2 separate regions of the Arachis hypogaea genome follow, and region 1 is linked to region 2. The links are chromatin contacts, called in public Hi-C maps. All regions are on one chromosome and are shown on one strand. The core of a region is the stretch at or near the end of the contact, and the rest is flanking DNA. Distances in the headings are between cores, read along the strand shown.

Evidence for each region. A called contact is a pair of places that touch in the nucleus more often than the background predicts.
Region 1: a Hi-C map of leaf shows a contact between it and region 2, with 3 times the contacts expected there. The contact joins the promoter of LOC112802282 here to the enhancer-like site in region 2. A contact is called at or near these places in 3 of 8 Hi-C or Micro-C datasets (all in leaf).

The regions. Positions count from the first base shown.
Region 1 is chr1:37,293,481-37,300,478 of arahy.Tifrunner.gnm2.J5K5, forward strand. LOC112802282 (nudix hydrolase 8) reads left to right here and starts at 5,304. Exons shown (of 9, transcript XM_025845406.3): 1 at 5,304-5,781; 2 at 6,050-6,333; 3 at 6,768-6,833. The coding sequence starts at 5,652. It also overlaps the pseudogene LOC140181856.
Region 2 is chr1:37,085,884-37,093,330 of arahy.Tifrunner.gnm2.J5K5, forward strand. No RefSeq gene overlaps it. Among protein-coding and RNA genes, the nearest start is that of LOC112711601, 10 kb to the right of the region's middle. Within about 2 kb of position 3,403, at least 3 of the 3 cell types and tissues checked have open chromatin away from gene starts, as enhancers often do.

The DNA of each region.
Region 1 (6,998 bases), core at 4,054-6,553, 210 kb after region 2:
ATATTTGATCATTTTATATTAAAATTAATTTTAATAAAATAAATATTGTTTGGATAACAACACACTATACGTAAACCGCTATAGCCTATAGCGGTTTACACTCACACACGCACACATGTAAACCGCTGCTGCCAGCAACGGTTTACCCTCACACACGCACACACGTAAATCGCTGTTACTTGTAGCGGTTTATGTATTACCTTTTTAACACGTAAACCACGGCTGGTTGTAGCGGTTTATGCACATTTGTAAACCGTTACTGCCAGTAGCGGTTTATATAGATATGTGAATCAATGTATTTGCGTATTGGATTTGGAAACAATGCATTTATGTAATATTGAGGGTGAAACAATTTAATATCGTAAATTGCCCTATATTTAGATTGGCGTACCTTTAGCATTGGATTTTACAATAGTAATTTGCAACGATAATCCATTTTTATAGAATGCACCATTTCATTTGATGAAACCAGCATTATTATCGGATTTTTCCATCTGAATAAAATCCGATGGTAATTTAAATACTTAAGGTTCTTAGTGAACCCCTTGTCGCTATTCTTTAAAACACTCTCTCTCTGTGTGCCGTTCCAACATTCACCACCGTCATAGGTGTTATCGTGAGTAGATTCGGTCAATGTTGTATCTCTCTCTGTGCGCGCACGTGAGCATTGAATTTTTATTTTTCTATTTTATATTATTTATTGAAAATCCTAACCCTTATTAGTCACCGGACCCGCTACCGCCGCACCCTGTTCCATCACCATCACCATGCTTGAACTACTACCACTGCATCATTGTTATTTTTATATATGTATTTCTACAAATTTAATTAATTTATTTCTTCAATGGAATTAATCAAAATTATTTTTAAATGTGTGTGTATTCTCTTATTTTAATTACATTGCAATTATATTTCGTTTCATCTGATAAAATTTTATTTACTTTAGAATATGTTATTTTAAGAGTTTTAATAAATTTAAGATAATTAGCATTATTTATTTTCAATATATTTATTTTAATCAAAATTTAAAATAATTTTTATGTATATTTATCTTTTGAACTTTTACATAGTTATTAGAGTTATGATTTTTTTTTCATTTAATAAAAATTTAGTTATTTTAGATTGTGTTATTTTATGGGGTTATAATAAGATTTAAGGTAATTAGGATTATTTAGCTAGGTTAAATGTTACTTTGTATAATTTAGTGAAGTTATTAACTTAAATTTTTTTAAGGATTTTTTTTGGTGTAGTTTTAATTATGGGTTGTTCATGCAGTTACATTTAATTTTGTGGGTTTATTTGTATAGTACTCAAATTAGTTCTCCATCTATATTGGACTTAATTTTTTTACGATAGAGTTTTAGGATGAAAGTGAGAGAATGTTGTTTAATGGTACCTTCTTAAAATCTTTGTTTGCCAAAAAATTATGGAATAATAAGGGAATGCATTCTAGAATTTGATATTTGTTTGAATGCATCTTTGTTTTATTTATGCTTGCAATTATTTACTTTTTGAAAATTGAGATTTTTAAATTTGGTAGAGTACTCTGAATTAAGAAAATATTCTACTAATTTTTGATTAACATTGTTTAAAGACATTTGTTGAATTATGTATATGTTGTTGAATTTGTTTGGTTTGTAAAAATTGAAAGTTATATTTGATGGATGTGTCTAATTATAGCTAAAATTCTACCAATTTTTTTTAAATTAATAATTTAAGTGGTATTCTTGGTTGAATTTTAGGTTGTTTGTGATAAAATAATTTTGAGTCATCATTTTATGAATGTATGATAAGGATAACAGTAAACGGGGGGATTAAAACCTGAGTTCTTTAAGGGTGTTGATTAATTTGTTGCATATGTGTTTAACATAAAACCTTTTAAGTCTCAAAGGGTATCTAGATGTCCATGCTATAAGTGTCAACTAACTAAATAGTTAGGAGCTTCAAATATAATTCTTCACTTTTATCGTAACGAGTTCAAGGATGGGTATTGGGTGTAAACTGAAAACGGAGAAGTTGATAAGAAGAAAATCAATTGGTCTGCACTGATTGCCAATAAGTTTGAGGGCCAGTCAAGGAGGGTGAACTTGGTTAGAGAAGTGAACATAGAAGAGGTAGAAACAAAGAGATTTTATGATTTGTTAGAATCTACTGCACAACCACTGTTTGAGGGGTATATTCACTCAAAATTGTGTGTCTGTATTAGAATGATGAGTATTAAGTCTACGTCAGATCACACCAAGCATTGTTGTCAAACTTGTGAGTTAACTTGTAAACTCGTAGGTAGTGGAATCAAGTTAACTCGAACATAAACTCGGTCTTAACTAAACTAAACCTAAACTCGCAAGCCGAGGTGCGAGTTAACGAGTTTGAATTGTTGCCCAGTTTTGGCTAAAAATGACATCATTTAGCCCCAAAAAAGAGAGAAAAGCGTTTTTTCATTAGGGTTTTTGTCCAGAACACTCACCCCTTTCCCCTCTCACTCTCTGCACTGTTTCTAAGTCTCTTTAGTCACAAATCTCATGCTCTCTATGTTCTTCTGTCGTCTGCCGTTCACCCTCGTGCTACTGTCTGACATGCTATTTTTGTTCACCTGCTTCTCCTAGCATTGTTCTACACGCCTGCCCAGTGCTGGAAGGTCAAGGAAGTTGGTGACCTGATGATAGGGGAGCCGGCGACCAAAGCCCCGGTGAACGGCGGCCATAACTATAACGGTCCTAAGGTAGCGAAATTCTTTGTCGGGTAAGTTCCGACCCGCACGAAAGGCGTAACGATCTGGGCACTGTCTCGGAGAGAGGCTCGGTGAAATAGACATGTCTGTGAAGATGCGGACTACCTCCACCTGGACAGAAAGACCCTATGAAGCTTCACTGTTCCCTGGGATTGGCTTTGGGCTTTTCCTGCGCAGCTTAGGTGGAAGGCGAAAAAGGCCTCCTTCTAGGGGGGCCCGAGCCATCAATGAGATACCACTATGGAAGAGCTAGAATTCTAACCTTGTGCCAGGACCTACGGGCCAAGGGACAGTCTCAGGTAGATAGTTTCTATGGGGTGTATGCCTCCCAAAAGGTAACGGAGGCGTGCAAAGGTTTCCTCGGGCCAGACGGAGATTGGCCCTCAAGTGCAAAGGCATAAGGGAGCTTGACTGCAAGACCCACCCGTTGAGAGCAGGGATGAAAGTCGGCCTTAGTGATCCGACGGTGCCGAGTGGAAGGGTCGTCGCTCAACGGATAAAAGTTACTCTAGGGATAATAGGCTGATCTTCCCCAAGAGTTAGTTCATATCGACAGGATGGTTTGGCACCTCGATGTCTGCTCTTCACCACCTGGGGCTGTAGTATGTTCCAAGGATTGGGCTGTTCGTCCATTAAAGCGGTACATGAGCTGGGTTCAGAACGTCGTGAGACAGTTCGGTCCATATCCGGTGTGGGCATTTTCCCTCTCTTTTTCTTTTGCTCTATGTTGTGTTTTGCCTCACGCATTTGCTTCCTGCTGTTCTCACTTCTCCGCTATTCTCCTACTTTTCCTACCTCTGCTGTGTTCGCACCTTTATCTCTGCCTCTTTGTATCTCTAATTTGCTTTGCTTCACGCCTCCAAGCTCTGCTCTGCCCAACTGCCTCCATTCTCTATCGCAACTGACTGCTTGACCATCATTTTCTTTAACTGTGTTGTTCGGTCGCTATATTCAAGCTTCTAATTTGTAGCAGCTGCCACTAGCTAGTAAGTATACAAGTTGGTGAAGCATTAGAAAGTTTGTTACAGGTATTTTTTTTTAAAATATTATTACTTTTAGCTTTATTGGGTTAAGCTATTGAAGATTTGGAGATTTAGATTTTATAAGTATTACAATTTATAATTTATTGTAGTATTAAATGCTAGTATTAGTAATTGGATTATTTGATTTTGTTTATGCAGGGATAGAATGATTGAGAATGTTGGTTCAAGACAGCATTATCAATTGCTAGTATTTCTCCTATTTCTATGTTGTACTTATTGTATAGTTGTGAAGGATTTGAATTACTATTTATTATAATTTGTACTTCTATTTTAATTTAGTATGTGTTTTATAGTTGAAATTGTTAATTTTAATGACTAAATTTAAGAAAAAAAATATATATTATATATGATATATATTTATATTTTAAAAGAATTTTATAACATGTAAATTCATACGAATTTATAAGTCGAGTCTACGAGTAGAATCTAGGTTAGTTCCACGTGTTTACTTAGACTCGCGAGTTTGTTAACCTTGCATCCAAGAGTCGTTTAATAAGTAGGCCACTCTTTGTAATGAATTAGTACCGGTCAGAACTACGAGCATACCTCGAAGTCATTATGAGATAAAGAAGCTAGTTTCGAAACTAAATCTAAATTTGATGAAAATTGATTGATACATGAATGGTTGCATGTTGTATTACAAGAGAGATGTAAACTTTATTGCTTGCAAATTTTTCACGATACACTGATATATCAGGCAGAAAGAAAGATAAAGGATTAGTAAATGGAGATTACAAAAAATTCTAGTCAAAAGGATGTACTACTTGTTCTTAATCTCTAAGTTAAAAAGATTGTATGCCTCTATGAGTTCGACCCCTCAAATGATATGGCATAGTAACAACAAAAGACCATAACCTAGATTGCCGACACAGCAGGATCAGGGAGACGATGACAACGACGACGATTATCAAGACCCATAATAATTAGGATTTTCTTTTGATTTGTTTAACAACAATTATCATTTATCTCTTTGTTATGTCATATTATAGTTAACTATTTTGATTAAAAATAATATTTTATTTTTATCAATTCGAATTTGAATATTAATTCTTGACATATTTATTATTATATATCAGGTTATAACAGTGTTCTATATAGCCTATTTAAATAATAATAAAAAATTAAAATTCATTATTACTGTTAAATTTATCGGCGTGTAAATCTTTTAATATGAATTAATTTATTTTTTAAATAATATTTTTAAATTATATATACCCGATGGGTTTACCATGAGACAAATCCGACTCCAATAAATATGTGAAAAAAAATTACATAATTAAATTCTTAAATAATTGTTTAAAACCGCAATTTACATGTTAAAAAAATGTAACGAATTCCGTTTAGAAAAATGCATAATTAAATAATTTTTTATTAAATTTCATTCAAGTAAAATAATCCTTATTTTTTATCTTTATTTTTTTTAAAATTAGAATTTAAAATTTAAAATTCAAATAAAAATTAATTTAAAAAAATTAACTAATACTTTTAGTCAATTATCGTTTTAAATGTAATCACGCATGTATCAAACCAAAGTAGAAAGACGACAAAGCACCTTCTATTTTAGTGATGTGATGCGTAACACAACGGTTTGATTTCGACCACCAGTTCCAAAAGAGTTGCGCCAAGACTTGGATTCAATATAGATGCATAACTTGTCCAAATGTCACACCATTTATCTGCTTTCGCTTGTTGCTTCTCATAATCAATTATTGTTGTAGAAAACCTTATAGATTATTCCTATGAATCTGTCCTCGATATGTGCAATTGAATCCTAGATTTCTGTGAATAGTCAACTACTATATGTGTGTACTACGCATTTGCAAACTTGATTTCATTGGACACTGAAACTGTGGCTACAAGTGAAGTGAGTGATTTTGATGGACCTCAAATCCTTCTCTTCCAATTCCCTGTCCTCTTCTGAGGTTGCTCTTCTTGCAAGATCGTCTTCCTATTCTTACAATGCTTTTAGGCACAAATTTGGTGTTAGACTTTCCGAGTCTCCAAGAGGTAACCCCAAACTCTTTTTTCTTACTGCATTTTCATTGTTTTTCTTCATTGAATAGTAGTGTGAGCTTTTCTTCTACTGATGAAATGCTATTTGATTTGTTCTTAATTTTTTGCTAAATAATGTGTGTGCCCTTTCTTTTGTTTTTTTTTTTACTGCCTAACTATAAAAGATGTTACCAAATACCGAATTAAAAAAAAAAAAAAACCCGAAGAAGTTATTATTATTTTCTTGGGTTTAATAACTGTGTTCTCTCATCTTGGATTTCAGGGATAATTATTAGGGCTTATGGTGGTCCTGAGAACCATTACTTGGCAAATAAAGCTATCATAAGCTTAGCTGGTGGTGCAAATAATGTTGCAGCAGAAACAAGTTTTCACAGTTCTAATGGATTAAACGGTTCAACTTGGAGCCTTTTCACAAGAAATTTGAAAGTACTTGAAGCCTATGATGATGAGTATGGTGGAGTTGTCATTGATCCAGATAGGTTGCCAACCAATCCGTCTGTTTTCGCTCGTGCCCTGAATTTGTCTCTTTCACATTGGAAAAAGATGGTAAATCCTCTGCTCAATTTCTGATCCTCAGTTACAAGAACTGTATGCAAGTTGAGGAGACAAGCAACCTAGAACTTTAGGGTGTATTTGCGAGTTAGAGTTTCAGAGGGAAAGGTCTGAAGAGTAAAATGACTTTGCTTTATTCTTCAAACCTGTCCCTTTCTTCCATTTTCTGGAACAACAAAACTCGCAAACACCACTTTGGAATAGGGTGTGAGTTCAAATCCTAGGGTGGAGATTCTTCTTAAACTTGTAAAATAAGTAAACATATCTCATGGTCTTAAAATAAGTAGATGGACCAACAAGTACTAAAATATTCACTGATTTTTGGTGTCAGAGTTTGCTATATCTGATTAGAAAAGTAGTTACCATGGAAAATCTCACTTTAGCATCATGCTCTTCACAAACCACACCTGACTTATGAGGATTTGCAGGGAAAGAAGGGGATTTGGCTTAAGTTGCCTATTGAGAAATCTGACCTTGTTCCAGTTTCTATCAAGGTGATTTAACTTTTCACATGTTAATATGAATGAAGAATTAAAGATTACTAGTGACTAGACAGAAAAATCGTGTAAATTCTCTGCTTGTCCCTAATTATTGAATGGACAGAAAATCAACAAGTTTTAAAACCTTTCCCTCTCTTTGAATTTCTATGAGTAACTAAC
Region 2 (7,447 bases), core at 2,153-4,652:
TTTTAGGTTTCTCAAGACAACTTAGAGGATGGTGGAAGAACAAAATCTTCAATCTTTTCAGCTATTAAAATAAATGATGATGGTGAATCTATTCTTAACGAGAATGGAAAAATTATCCCCGATGCTATTAGTACTTTAATATTCACCATAGCAAACCATTTCATTGGAGATCAATCTTCATGGAAGGATCAATGTGCCAAATAATTATCTAATCTTAAATGTAAAATATTTTTTGACTTTAGATGATATAAAGATACCTTCTTAAAAAGAGTTTATACAAGGAAAGATAGCTAACAACCTTTTCGAAAAGAAAAATTCTTAGCTAGACTCCCAAAATCTCCAGGAGATTAAGTAAGGGACAAATTCGAAGCCTAACTCCAAATGGAATCATTTTATATGTTTCCTTAAGTTATGACCAATTAATCTCCTATGTCCAAAAGGTGACCTTAAAGATTGGTCAAGATGGCAAAATTCAAAAGCAACTAGCCTGCGAAAAGGCTTAAAAAAAGAGACCTTGGTTGATTTTGTGAGCAATTCAGTCTACCTACCTATAACAAACAGAAAACTAAATAGTATCGTCAAAATAAATAGTGGCCCAATCCTACCCCAAAACAATGGAAGCCAAAAAAAAAAAAATTATAAGCCTTCTCCTAGTGACTCTTGTGGAAGATTTCGTAGTTTGAAAAATTTCAGGGATACTCATTTGGCTGAGAAGATGGTTAATTTTTTGTAAAACTTTAGATTTTTCTAAATTTTGCTTTAGTATGAAAGTCTGAATATTTTGTTTAGCCTTTTGGCTAATCCTGAAAGGTTTGAATAAATTTTTTTCTAGAGGTTTAGATGAGGAGGTTCCGTGTGAGCTGAAGTTTCTAGACCTGAATTTCTAGCCCAAAGTTTGTAAGTATTTGTTTGTATAGTTGGCCTACTCTATAATATTTTTTGTCTTTAGACCCAATGGGTTCATCAAGGTTTTTAGTTTGAAAGACAAAGCCATAATTGGGATATGTTTCGCATCGTTTTTAAGGATAAATTGTCCTATTGGAGAAAATTCAGATTTAACTAATTTTTCATCTTTTACTTGCCAGGTTGTTATGAAATTCGTAGATGGTGTAGTGCTCATGTTAGCTTTGAAAGGATACTCAATGTTATTTTTGATATTATATGCATGAAACCATTTAAAGAACAGAATATGCTTTTTAACATGTTGGGGAAAGTTATAATCTTTTTTCCTAAAATCTAAGATTTGTGGTGCCTTAAAAGTCCGTAAGTAACATTTTTTCTGAAGTTTCCATTCTTCAGAATAAATACTTTTACGTAAGGCTTCTTCATTGATCGCAAATTCTTTAGTTAACATTGACATCATCATTCAAAGAAGAATAGGTTGGGAATTTGATAGACTGTTGGTCTATATCTTCTTCTTTTTGGTAAATAGGTCTGAGAATGTTTGAATTAGTTTGCAATTCTATAAATTGATTTTAGAGTTGGTAGTTCTAATTTTTGGGTTTCTAAAAAAAAGATTGACAAGAGACAAAAAAAATCATCTGGCCAAGGCGAAGTCAGATATGAAGGTAGAACCTGCTTCTGACCTCGAAGAGAATGAATTTCTTCCATCAAAGATTTTAACTTGACCAATTTCATTTTATTTAATCTCTTGGAATTGGGACGCTTGTCAAGGTAGAGTGGGTATGTCTCTGTCTATAGCTCAAGATTCAAGGAGATTAATTTCATCTCATTTGATAAGTTGTAGTATGGTGACATTTGCTTTTGTTATATCTGTAACAAACAAAGTTGTTTTCCTATCACTTGTTTTTAATAGGACTCTAGAATTACAAGTGTTCATGACTTTATACTAAATCTATAGATTAAGGCAATAGGTACAAACCCTTCTTTCATGTCTAGACCGTGAAGTCGGATATTGAGAAATAAAGAATCCAAGATATTTCTATCTAAGAAACTCACACTTTTGTTTGAAAATAATTTAAGTATATCGGACCATGTCCTAAGATGGTTTCAACTATCCCTATAAGAGAGTCATGGAAGTTGTTATGTCTAATATCTCTTAAACACATGAGTATAGAAGCGTTTAAACATTCTTTGATGATGAATAATTCGATTATCACTTGGACACCTCCTATGTGAAGGTATTTATACCTTCGAGTATGTTTTTGTGTGAATTTTTTGTTTAGGAGATGGAATTTCTCACGTGATTCTAGTTCTAAAGGAATATTATTTTTCGGCAATCTTAATTATGTAATCTAATTTGGTGGTTCGTTTAGTTTCTTCTGGAATATATAGCTCATCCTAGGGGATATTTAGTATCTCCCAGTTGTCTATAACTTGATTAATATCTTCGAAGTAGACTTCTTCTTTGAAGATATTATATTTTGGAGAGAGTTTCTCAAATTAAGTCATTTTCTCAATAAGAGGGTTGGATTTCGTATTGGAGTTTTAGGAGCTAGAATCCGTAATAGTGAGACATCGTGAGAGGGAGCAGATGAAAGACATTCTAGTATCAGAGCTATATATATATATATGGTCATTCTAGTATGATTATGTTATGGTGACTACCATGACTATAGTGTTTTAAAAAGTGTGGCTAAAATTAAAGTAACATTTTTTTTGTTGTTAAACAATATTTTAAAAAGTGTTACTTAAAAAAAAGTGTTACCAAAATTTAAAAAAAAATATGACTTTAATTTTAACAACACTTGCATACCCACCATAATATAGTCATACTAGAATTCACCATATATATATATAGGTGCGGATTGGTCGGATAGGGTTGAGTCTCAACCCACACCTTATCCGACACGCAAGTAAACTTGCTCGTGTTCAACCTGACTGCGTTGGGATCGGGTTAGGTTGGATATTCGTAAATAGAATTACTGTTTTTACCCTAAGTGGTGTGGAGTTGTTTTAATTAGTTGATTAACAGAATGTTTAGCTATAATGGAATGATGAAAATTTTTATGAAAATTTTTTTTGATTGTTTATAGTACCTTTCAACTTGACAGTTCAATTACTAATATGTCGCGAATCTAAGTTCTATATAAGATCTGCTGCTTGCCAATGAGTTGTTATATATACAAGGTGAGATTTGAACTCTAATACTTATTAAAACGGAAACTGACCACTCGACTAATATAAGTTAGTTGAAAATTATTTTTAATATGATGACATGTTGGATTATAGTATCCAACTTTTGGGCCACAAAAATGGTAGGTTTAAAAACTTATACATATTTAGCCAGTTGTATTGTAGACCTTCACACGAGGTTTGGTACAAATGATAGATTTATTGGCTTCGATGCAGTTGCATTCGGGTTTGAAACATGAGTTTAATGTCCAAAAAAAAAAAAACATGAGTTTAATGTATGCAAGTAGAACATAAAAACCTATATAGTTGTGTGTGCATGTGGGCGAATCTGTTGAGCTTTTGATGTAATATCTAGGACAGTGGACAGCCCAAGCCGTCTTTAAAAAAAAAAATTTGTGGACATAAAAAGTTGGAGAATATTTTGTCCAATTGATTAACTTCAATATGAACTCTTGATTAGATTGGGATCAAAATGAAAGATATAGATTGTAGGACTGTATTTTAAGTTTTTACCATAATAACAAGCTTATTGAAGGTTTAGTAACCCGGCACCCAAAACTATGAAAAGAATATAAATAAAAATACAAGCATCAATTTGTTTGTCTCAAAAAATACTCACAGTTACAAACACGAATTTAAACCAAGGCTGCAATAATATTTATGAATTTAACTAATATATGTTTTATAAATATCTATATATATATATATATATATATATATATATATATATATGAAAATTATTATTAATAAAAATTTTAAATTTTTTAAATGAATGTATAATAATTTTTTCTAAACTTATATTTTATAATTTTTGAATAAGTTTTTAAACTAACAATTTTAAAATATATTTTTAGAACATATATTACTATTTTACTAATCCCATAATATATAATCAAGATCAATTCATGTAAGAAAATCATTTATATTTTTGTTTGCCTTGCTACATTACATGTATTACCTTACTTTGAAGCGAAAACATTTGTTTTTACCATTTTTCATCAAATATAAGCGTAGCCTTTAATTAGTTTAAATAATAAATAATATGCTATTTTTATTTTCCAAATATTATATCATGTCATAATATATCTATAGAAAAAACACAAAAAAACTCAAGACTTAGCAGAATTTATTATTTTTGGCTAATATTTTTAGTCATCAGTTCAATTTCTGCTATGCTTTTCTATTTCTGTTCTGAGTGGTATACATGATCACAAATGTTTAAAAAAATAAAAAAAATTATGATATATTTTTAGCTCATACTTTTAAACATTGTTGGTTAATTACTGGCCAAAAATAATAAATTCTATTATTTTTTTAGTATTTCTCATATCTATATTTCTGATATTGAAAGTAGTTATCTTATTATTATTAATAATAATAATAATAATAATAATAATAATAATAATAATAATAATAATAATAATAATAATAATAATAATAATTTGAAAAAAACGTGTAACTCTAATATTATGTTAGAGTTATTCTTGATAAGCCAGCCATTGGTGGATTAATATTTTGATTAAAAAAAATCCAAACTTCAAATTTAAGTTAGTCATTTTTACACGGTCAATCATTTGTTGATTTGCGGCTTGATATACAAAAAATCATACTCTGATTTCATGTTAGGATCATTCTTGTTCTGCCGATTAGTACCCAAAAGGTGTTTTGACAAAAAAGTTAAATTCTAATTTATTATCAGTCTCACTATTATTGTACTAGTTATTAGTCACTAGTAGTGTTTAGATTAAAAAAAAATAAGACTCTAATTATATGTTAAAATTGTTCTTGCATCATCAATTAATGGGAGAGTAGTGCTTTGACAAAAAAATTAAACATATTCTAATATCATGTTATGATTACTCTTGCTCTTTCAAAAAGTGATTTATGAGTATTTTGACAAGAAAAAAGATATATAATTTATGTTAGAATCATTTACACTCCAAGTTAGTTGTTTAGTGCTTTGTAGAAAAATTATACTCTAATTTTGTCTTAAAATTACTCTTGCTCTTCCAATAATCAAGTTGTGTTTTGATAAAAAAAAAAATCATAGTCTGATTGCGTTAGGGTCATTCTCACACTACTAGCAGTTATTGGTTTTATTACTATTTTGACGAAAAAGACATTTTTAATTTTATGAAAAAAATTTATTTAGGATCATAATGATATTGGTAACATATTTTGATTTTGACTTACTGTAGATGAATATAAGAATTTATTTCTCAACGATAATGTTGATAAGAAAATTGATAAGCAAAAAATTGTATTACAAGATAAAAAATAAGTATATAGACTGCAACTTAAAAAATTTTATGTATAGACTCAAGAAATTTTTTTATGATTAATATTTTATATTCATTAAATTATTATCTTATATGGTATTGAGATAAATGTGATTAATGTTTGTATGTCAGTTCAATAGGAGCAAACATATTTTAACTAACCTTGTGTCAGTAGCATAGCTTTTTTGTATAAGGATTAAGATATATTGAGATTATTTTCGAAGTACTTTCTGAATATCACAAAAGAGTTACATCATAAGATCTTAAAAGAATATGGCATGTAATATTGGAAATAAGGTTATATACTCAACTTTAATAGAATAAATATAGTCTCGCTTTAATAAAGTTATAAAATTTAAGTGCACAAAATTTTTTATGTTTCAATAGTAGTTTGATAGATACTAAATTTATATTCTTATAATTATTATATATATTATTAATATTTTTGGCAGATATTTAAACAAGTAAAGAATGAATCATCAAATAGTATTCAAACAAATTTTATTAGAATAAAACATTACACGTCCACATATATAAAGTCAGAAAATATAATTAAAAATCATTGGGTATTCAGATTCTAATATTGTTTGATGTCAAGGCAATTTAGCTCAATTGCAGGAAAATTCATAAGTTAATTGGAGGATCTCCCTTGAAAAGGTAGGTGTTGAGACACTTATTAGTTATTACTCATTCTACTAAAATACTTGATTATAAAATACCCTTTGAAAATATTCAATTAAGTGATTACAAACAGTTGTCACAAATTATATAAATAAATTTGAAAGACCGCTTAAGTTATTTGAATGTGCTAGTAGTTTAATATTTTTAAATTGTTAAATAAAAGAGTTCAAAATATTTAAGTGTTGAACATATTAGCACAAATTAGGATTGCACATGGATCGAATCTTATGTGCAAATCTGCGGTCTTTTATTTGGATCCGATCCAAACCGCAACTTTTTATTTGGATTCGATCCAAAAATTGCGGATAAAATCTTATCTGCAAAGCCATTGGATCAGATTTATTCCACATACTAATAGGATCGGATAGCGGATTTCAGGTAGGTATCCACTGATCTGATCCGCAGATCTGTATATTTGAAAATAAATAAATAAATAAAGAGGTAAATACCAAATTGGTACCCAAAAGATTTTAACGTTGACAAAATGGTACTTGATCTTTGTTATTGATAAAATGATTCTCGAAAGATTTTAAAATTTAACAAAAATGACCAACCTTCAATTGAACTACCTGGAGTTAAAGTTTAAGGATGACATGTTAGTTAACAATTTTCATAATTACAAAATTTATCACTTTTAACTTTTATAATTTTAACAATATCCCAATTTTAATTTTTAAAAAATCCTAATCCCCTTTCTCTGAAACTCTCATCTCTTTTTCTAAATTATCATCATTTTCAAAAAATCATAATATCTTTTTTTCTTATTTATTTTACTGAGGAGACTTCAAATAAGACAGCTAAGAAAGATACATCAAATATTTTAGGCAAGATGCTTATGAAAATTGGAAATAGGGGCAAGTTGACAACGAAAATCTGATTTTTTTGGAGCGGATCAAGAGATTGAACGTGAGTTGAACCACGCTATCAAGGTGTCAATTTTCTTGGATGATAATGGTAATGAAAATACAAATATTTTGAGTGAAGAATCAATGGGATTTTGTTTGTTTTGCTGCTACTATTTTTGCTAAAAACCCCTTACTGGACATGTGTGAAACTGTCTTGATTGACAAAGAATAAGAAAAAGAAGAAGAAAAAGAAGAAGAAGAAGAAGAAGCGCTAAAGTGTTGGGGTTGAGTTTGAGAGAGATGCCACTTCTTGGACGGCATTCTCTTCAGCCTTGGAAGTGGCGAAGCCGCTGCTGCTGTTGTCGTTTCTATAATCACCCATTATGAGCTCAACAGCCATAGTAGCATCACAACCACTGGATCGAGAAAAAAAAAGAAAAATGAAAAAGGGTTGAGTCTTGAGAAGAAGGAGTTGAGTCTCAAATAAGCATCTTTGGTTAGAAGAAAGAGAAGAAAAAGGAAGGAGGAGGGCGGCACTGTTATAGT